Linked DNA regions of Ovis aries: region 2 is linked to region 1. Evidence: chromatin contacts called from public Hi-C data. All regions are on one chromosome and are shown on one strand. The core of a region is the stretch at or near the end of the contact, and the rest is flanking DNA. Distances in the headings are between cores, read along the strand shown. Region 1 holds the start of PLCL2 (phospholipase C like 2). Region 2 overlaps PLCL2 (phospholipase C like 2).

What was found. Hi-C and Micro-C count contacts between places; a contact is called where the count stands out from the background.
Region 2: a contact with region 1 is called in a Hi-C map of muscle, with 4 times the contacts expected there. The contact joins the enhancer-like site here to the promoter of PLCL2 in region 1. A contact is called at or near these places in 2 of 16 Hi-C or Micro-C datasets (blood and muscle).

The regions. Positions count from the first base shown.
Region 1 is chr1:274,912,955-274,917,001 of ARS-UI_Ramb_v3.0, forward strand. It overlaps PLCL2 (phospholipase C like 2), which reads left to right and starts at 2,290. Exons shown (of 4, transcript XM_060396699.1): 1 at 2,290-2,635. The coding sequence starts at 2,336.
Region 2 is chr1:275,066,185-275,070,231 of ARS-UI_Ramb_v3.0, forward strand. The region is part of intron 3 of PLCL2 (phospholipase C like 2); the gene reads left to right. Among named protein-coding and RNA genes, the nearest start is that of PLCL2, 150 kb to the left of the region's middle. Within about 2 kb of position 1,822, at least 4 of the 54 cell types and tissues checked have an H3K27ac peak or open chromatin away from gene starts, as enhancers often do. A contact at or near this core is called in muscle, where this site is marked.

The sequences.
Region 1 (4,047 bases), core at 1,040-3,539:
CTCTCATAGCATATTACTGGTGATTGATAAATGCAGGAAAAGGTTGGAAATATCTTCAGATGTTTACTCAAAATATCAAAATTAGAAAACTTTAAGGATAAAGGCCTAGCATTCTTCTTTTCCTCCCCACAGCATACTCACAGGCTATTATGCCTATACATTTGATAAGACAGCTTCAGAACCTGATTTGAATTATTTGAGTATATTTTCCTGCAAAAATATCACGAGGTGGAAAAAAAAAAGGAACCAAACTAGAAAAAAGGGCAGAAAGAAAGAAAAGGGATATGACTGAATAAAATATTCAAACACTGTTGTTCATTGATGTGACATTAGATATTCACATGTAGGCCCAGATTTGCAAGAGAGGGATAAAAGTATGTCTGATAGATTACGAAAACAGGAATCCAGATCAGAACCAAAGCACCCCCCAAGAATAACAGGTATCTGAAGTTGCTTCAGAGGCAGGGAAGTGGGTATGTGTATGTCTGGAAAGCTGCTTTCCTGCTCGGAGGCTCCTTCGCAGTTGGCCACAACATCGTGCCAATGGAAGCAGGGTCTTTAAGTTCAGCCCCCAGCGGACGGTCAGTTTCTCCTTCGCGCCCTGCGGGAAGCGCAGTCCCGGAAAAGGAAACACACGCGCTGGAGAAGCGCTGGGGCGCGGGGAGAGGGCTGGAAGATGCGGGCAGGGCGTCTGGGGTGGAGAGGGGGCGCCGAGCTGGCGATGTGGGCCGTGTCTGGCTCCAAGGATGGACAGCAGGGGTGTGTGTGTGTGGGGGGGGGGGGCGACAAAAAGAGACAAGATCGGGGTGTTCACGCTGCTGACTCGACCTGAAATCCTGGGGGAGGGAGGAGGAAGGAAGACCCGGAGGGGCCTGCTTAGCGATCCAAGTAGGGTTTTTCTCCCAAAGCGGAGGCTGACCCTGGGCGCAGGCCGCGGACCAGCGGGCATTCCTGGCGGCCGGCTCGGGGAGGGCGCTGGGGGGTGGACGATGTGACGAACCCCTGGGGCCCCGGACTGGGCTCTGCCCGCGTCCCCGGCTTCTCGTCTCTCGCTGTCCCCTCCGCCGGCCCCAGCGTCCTTGCCACGGGTTGACCCCGCTCACAGATGCCCGGTTCAGGAGAACCGAGCCGGTTTCTGCACGTGCAGCGGGTCTGGCCCGCGGAGGGGGACCCCGAGGAGAAGGCTCTGGGGCCTCGTCCCGCGCGCAGGGCGGAGCCGGCCAGTGGCCTGCTCGCTCGCGGCCCCTCGGGGCGCCGGCGGCTGACGGGCGGTTGCCAGAGCTCCGGAGGGGCCGGGGGCCTCCGTCGACCCTCGGCCGCCCACCGTCGCCGTCTGCCGGGCAGCGAGGTCCCCGCGGCCCGATGAGCCGGCCCGGCGGGAGCGGCCGCGACGGCGGCGACCTGGAGCGGGAGCCGGGCGGCCGCGGTGCGTCCGGGGAGGGGAGGGTCCCCGCGGCCCGCAGGGGGCGGCGCGGAGCCCCGAGGAGGCGGGGGGGCGGGCGGGTCCCGGGCGCCCTGCCCGCCCTGCGCTGACCCCGGGGGTACGCGGCGGGCCCGGCGCGCGCCAGCATCGGCGGGGTTGGGGTCGGGGGAGACGCCCCCGCCCGCCCTGGGCCGCGGGGGCCTCGGGAGGAGCCTCCGCGTGGCCGGGGCGCGTCGGGGCGCCCGCCGCTGCCCCGAGCCCGAGGAGGGCGCCCCTTCTCCCCCGGGCCGCGCGGCGTTCTTGGCGCCCGCGGCGGCTCGTGTGCCGGGCGTTTCCGTCCCGGGTGGAGCGCCGGCTCGGGGCGCCCCGTCCCTCGGGAGGGCGCCCCGTCACCGGGGTGGGCGCCCGGTTCCCCGCGGTGGGTCCCACGCGGTGGGTGCCGGGTGTCCCCCGCGGTGGGTGCCCCGTCCCCTGGAGGGCGCCCTGTCCTCCGGGTGGATCCCGCGAGGTGGGTGCCCCGTCCCATGGAGGGTGCCCCGTCCCCAGAGAGCGCCTCGTCTCCCGGGAGGGCGCCTCGTCCCCGGACAGTGCCCCTTCCCTCGTCGCCCCGGGCCGCGCGCTGCCCGCGGCGCGTGTGCCGGGCGTGTCCCCGGGCCCCGGGCCGCCTGACCGCGTCTCTTTTCTCCCCCTGCAGGAACCTTCCGATAGTCCCGCCGCCGCGGCTCTGACCGCGCGCGAGGCGAGCCCGAAGCCGACAGCACATCGAAATTAAAAAAAAAAAAAAAAGAAGAAGCGGAAGAAGCGGCCGAGGCGGCGGCGGGCGGAGCGGCGGAGGAGGGGCCGCGCGGCCCGGGCGGCGGGGACGCGGGGACGCGGGGACGCGGCTTTGTGCTGGCGGGTCGCGGGGCGCCCATGGCGGAGCGCGGCCGGGGGGCCGCCGGCGGGGCCCTGCCCTCCTCCCCGGGCCCGGTCCTGGCGGCCAAGGGCGCCCTGCGGGCCGGGGCCGGGGAGGGCGGCGGCGGCGGGCGGCCCGGGCCCGGGCGGGCGCACTGTGACAGCGCCGGGGTCTCCAACGGAGACTGCAGCCTCGGCGCGCCCGGGGGCGAAGCCCGGGTCGGCCCCGCGCTCGCCGCGGCCCCCGGCCCGGCTGCCTGCCCGCTCCCCCGGGACAGCAAGCCGGGCGGCCTGCCCCGCCGGAGCAGCATCATCAAGGTAGGTGGGAGAGGGGCGCGCGTCGCCCGCCCCTCTCCATCCGGGGGCGGGGGTCCTTCCCCGGGCGGCAGGACTGGGAGGCTGGAGGGGGAGCCCCCAGCTCCCGAGAACCGGGGCTGCGCCGGCGGCGCTGCGGGCGGCAGAGCGGGGACCGGTGCGTATGGCGTTTGGGGAGGATGGAAAGGGGTGCAGGGGAGCTGTGCTCAGCCCCCTGGGACTCGGGGCTGTCACCTCTGCAGGGCTCGCCTGCAGTGATGGCCCGGTACCTGCCCGGCAGGGCACCCTCTGCCAGCGGTGGCCTTGGCTGGTGGAACAGACCCCCTGCTCGGTCTCTATTGTATGTTAAAGACAGTTGGTGATCATGTGAAACATTTTCTTAAGAATCGCAGGCAAGCGAACAGAGATTCTTCAGTAGGGTTTTCTTCCGATGGGTCTGTAAGTTGCCTCTTGCCAATGACGAGACTCAGAGGGTGCACAAATCCCTGGTCAACTCAAGAGAAATGGAGTAGGTTTCTGAAGGTCCAGGCACCTCTCAGCTTTCTTAGGGTCAGACGCTCTGGGAGATTACAGTCCTGCGGGGTTTTAGTCTTTTGGTTGCTGCAGCAGGCAGGCCTCCACTTCTGTGGAAGTTCTTTTGGGCAGTTTGCTTGGTATTGATATCTTTTTGCCTGGTGTTATTTGGCAGAAGGAAGTCAGCGTTTGGTGCCTCTTAAACTCCAGGAGTAATACTAGGAACTCCTGAGTTTGTGGTGGTTTCATTCGAACATTATTTTCTGGTCTGCAAGGTAAACCTATTTCTCGAGACATGAAGTGAAAAAAATAAATGATCCACGAGCTGATCAGATCAGAGCCTTTAGGCAGGACCAGCTCTTTCTGCTCAAGTTTGGAGCAAATATGAAAACGTTGCTTTCTGAAAACTGAGAGGTCACCGGGACAGTGAGCACCGAAGCACCGTGATGGGCCTGCACCCACCCTTCCTGTGGGAAGGAGGGTAGGATGGGCCCCAGTGAAGAGGACTGGCACTCGGGGTGTTTGAAACTTAACTGGACCTACAGGGACCTTCTGAGGAGCGTGTCAGTGTCCGATGGTGCTATCAGCTTCTGCACTTATCTGGTGAAATATAGCACCTTGCAACTCCATGTAACAGGCAGTTGTGAAACTGCTTTTTGCTTTGTCATCTGTTTGCCCAGTTTACCTCTGAGAAAGGGCACGGTTAAAGGACTTAAAGGTCAAGTGCATGGACCATCTGCAGGAGGTGTTTAGAGCTGAACTAAGGAGAGCAAAGTGGATGTTTGCTGCACACTCACCTGGCTTTTAGGGACTTATATTTTCTTTTACTCTGTCGCTTATGTTGCCATGGGAGTTGCTCTCAGCCAGGCGTGGTAATCAATCCCATTGACAGAGTTACGTGT
Region 2 (4,047 bases), core at 572-3,071, 150 kb after region 1:
CGGACTGTAGCCCTGCCAGACTCCTCTGTCCACGGAACTCTCCAGGCAAGAATACTGGAGTGGGTTGCCCTTTCCTACTCCCGGGGATCTTCCCAAACCAGGAATCGAACTCAGGTCTCTTGAGTCTCCTGCATGGGCAAGGGGAATTCTTTACCACTGGCGCCGCCTGGGAAGCCTTTAACAGCACTGTAGAAGCATCTTGCGCCTTGTAAACACTACGAGGGTCCATGTGCTAAGTCACTTGGGCTGGCAGCTGGGGGTCTGATGTCAGCTCGGAGACTTAACACCTGTGCGTTTAAGGAGTGTTGATGAATGTATTGGCATTAATGCAAATCATGGTTATAAAACCAGTCACTCTGCCGGGCCTTGCATTATGGTGATATATTAATGTAATATATGCAGAGAAAATTAGATAACTGAAAGCAGTTTTTCCCTTCAGCTCATCCCTGATGTCATGCCCCATCTATCTGCTTTTGTCTAGCCTGAGATGCATATTCTACTGGTTTCACATTACGCATAAATGACTTCTGTTTTTTAATAATGAATTGATAAGTGGAGCTCAGGAAATTGTTTACCGATGTCCTTAAGAAAATAGCTTCGCAAAGTGCTTTGTAGAAACGTTATTTAAACCACACTCATGGGCCCACATCAGGATGGAGGTGCTGTCTGTCCCGTCTGTAGCCTGTTGGGAGGCCGAGCGTCCCCTGCCTCTGGCCCCTGTCCTGGTTGGGGTGCGCTCTCCTCTCGGGCAGCTCTGCTTGTGGTCAGGAGCTGGCGTGGTACCGTGGGCGCCGCGGAGGCCCCGAGTCACGCGCGATATCTGTGCCCCAGCCCTTAGTTACGGCCTTTGCCTGCACGCCAGGCGGCCTTGGGAAAGTGGCTTCGCTCTGGAGTCCTCCGAGTTCACATCCGTGGAACCAGTGCCACCGCCCGCCTCCCGTGGGCCTGGCGAGATGAAGAGCGCTGGTGGTTCCCCGGGGCCGGGGAGGCGTGGACACGCTCACTCTGACTCGCTCAGCGGGCACTTAGACCATCAATAACGGCAGCGTTGCAGCCTGGCGGACCCGGCCCGAGGGTGGTCCTGCCCCGAGCTCATGATGCCCCACGTGTCCCCGCCGCGCCCTCAGCGCCTCTGGGCAGAGTTGTCAGCCAAGTGGGAGCCAGACCTCGGCCCGCCAGGCAGGCGGGTGGGAAGGCCAGCCCAGCCCAGCCCTCCCGGCCCCAGGCCCTCCCAGGAGCTGGAGGCCCGATGGGCCCCACCCTGAGGAGAAGGGACGCAGACACCGAGAGCGTTCGTGGAGTCATGCCGCGGTCGGAACTACAAGCTTCATTATAAATACGTGCTCTGCAGCTGCAAAACGGGCCAAACCGGCAGCTCCTCCTCCCCAGGGGGATGCTGAGTTCACTCTGTGACAGGTGGGGCAAGGGAGTCGCCCCCGCTGAGGCCTGGGGGCTTTCTTCCCTCCCATGTCTGGGCTCTGCTGACTGGTGACCCCGTCTCCTGGGCCGGTCCCCGTGGAGCCCCGCTGCTCTGCGCTGCACTCGGTGATGGGGCTGCCCTGCCTCCTCCCGGTGCCTGCCTCCCTTCCCTGGGCTGTTGGCCACCTCCGTGGTGTAGATGCTGCGTGCAGCTCAGGGGCTGCTCCGTCCCCAGGTACTGGGAGGAGGACTTGGTGCTGAGCCGGCCCATGCCGTGCTCTGCCTCAGGGGTCTTGGTGTCAGCCCGGGAGCACGTGGGCAGCGGCGGTAGACCTCTGCTCTGTGAGTACCATCTGCTTGGGGCTCCGGGCCTCCTGCCCTTCACGCTTGCTCAGCACCCTCAGGGTCCCCCTTGGGGAGCTTTAGGGCCTCGTCGTCCCCAGGGCAGAGGACGGGTCCTCCCGCGTCACAGAGCTCGGGCAGGGGGTGTCCGTCTCCAGCTCCTCGAGGTGGAGCGTGCGCTTCTAAAGCCCTGCTGTGTCTTTTGCGCTTAAAGGTGCAGCACCTTTGGCGATACCTGAAACTGGAAGATGCTTCTAAGAATAAAAATGTGAGCTGTTGTTGCTCTGAGCCTTGTCACAGCAGGCTTTGCAAACAAAGCTAGTATCAGTGAGCGCAGGACAGGAAGGCCTGCTCATTCTGCTAACCTGGGGCCTCTGGAGGTGCCTGGCCCCCAGGTGGGAGGGGAGTCCTCGGGGACGTTGCTCTCTGCAGGCTCCAGCCACAAGCCTCCCCTACTCTGATGCCCGCATTATTGTGAACCCTCATCATGCTTTTCATGAAACGCAGCTTGCAGGTGGGAAATAAACTATGGCTCGCCACATTTATGGTCTCGCGCTCGGTGACGAAGCCAAGGAACCCACGTGAAGCTGCGCCTGTCCTGCACCCCCGCTTCCCCTGGCGCGGACCTACCACCTTCCCGCACAGGCTGCCTGGAGGCCCGAGTCTTCCCTCGCGGTTGTTACCACTCTGGCACTGCCCACTTGTCTCACGGCCAGGTGCCTTTCGCTGCTTTTTTCTCCCTCAGCTTGAATGAGGGAGGCACGATTGGCCAGTTCTTTGACACTGAGCTGGGACAGCCAGCATCCTTGCTGGAAGACGTCCTGGCTTCTTGGTGTCTCTTATTTGGCTCGACATCAGAGCTGAGAAAGGTTACTGATGACGGTCTGAACCTTTTCGGTATGCAAATTGTGGAATGGTACAAATGACTTTCCATCGGTATCATCGAGTTCTGAACTATTCGTTTCTGTCACTGCCTGTTCAGTATGTCGAGCTGTAAAGTAGAGTATTTTAATTTACAGGAATGACTCAGATCTTGAAGACCAAGTGTGGAAAGACTGAATTCCTAAGCGGGAGGCCTGCCATGGGGCTGTAGACTTCCTGCAGACAGCGACTGGGTCCTTTAGGTTGCAGGCCCCAGTGTGCGTTCAAGGGCTGCCCCTAGGGAGCCTCACAGATGATGAATGAAGGCCTGAGTGAACACCTGCTTTGACCTTCAGACTTCACAGTGTTTGCTGTCATTTTCTTAGAACAGTGGAAGTCGATAGATGCTGTGTGACTCACTTTAAGAATCTGGTGTACTTCTTAAGAGGCGTGTTGGTTATGCTTTAGTTTAAATAAGTGCAACTAATAAAATATGGTGCTTTTCAAGTTATATAAATAATCCAACCTACATACATTTAGTTTCTATAAAATAATTACTGTGGCAGCTGGCGATAAGTACTATAAAGCAAAACTAGGCAGAATTTAAGGAATGGAAAATGTTGGAGCGGTGTTTGTTATATAAAGTAAAATGGTGATGCAGCAGAGATGAGTAATATTATCACATGAAATATTTGGACATTTAAATACAAAAAGCTAATAATCAACAGGGACCTACTATATAGCACAGAGAAGCATACTCGGTATTCCGTAATAACCTGTATAGGAAAAGAAGCAGAAAAAGAATGGATATATGTATAACTGAATCACTTAGCTGTCCATCTAAAACTAATACAACATGTAGGTCAGCTATACTCCACTATGAAATGAAAATTTAATTTTAAAAGATAAATACAAAAAGCGAGCGTCTACCCTTATGGCGAGGATTATAACTGTACCTATTTGAATCATGGGAACTGAATCTGGCCTTCCGATTTTCATAGCAATTTCAGAGCCAAAAAGTTTATTTCAGACAGATCTTTTCCCAGCACTTTGGTGAGTAAAATAATGGGTCAGCTGCACCCTGTTCCTTTTTCTTAATTCAGACATAGCTCCTAAAACAAGCACTTGCAGTGCGGAACAAGAACTCAACGCTGGAATTCTACAATCACTCATAGGCACACTGCAAACACTGGTCTGGGTGATAGCGTTCCTGATGCACCACATAAATGCTGTTTTTGATCCTCATCGGAAGTTTGAAACTGCTTCTCAAACGGAGGCATCTCGGGTGAAGTGAGTGAGGCATTTGGGCGCTGCAGCTTTCCGTAAGGTGATGAGGTTTTAACATGAAGGACAGATCGGATGTGCACCCATGTCCCTTTCTTTCCATACTGAAAGGGACTCAGGTCGGTGCTGGCTCGAGGGTCA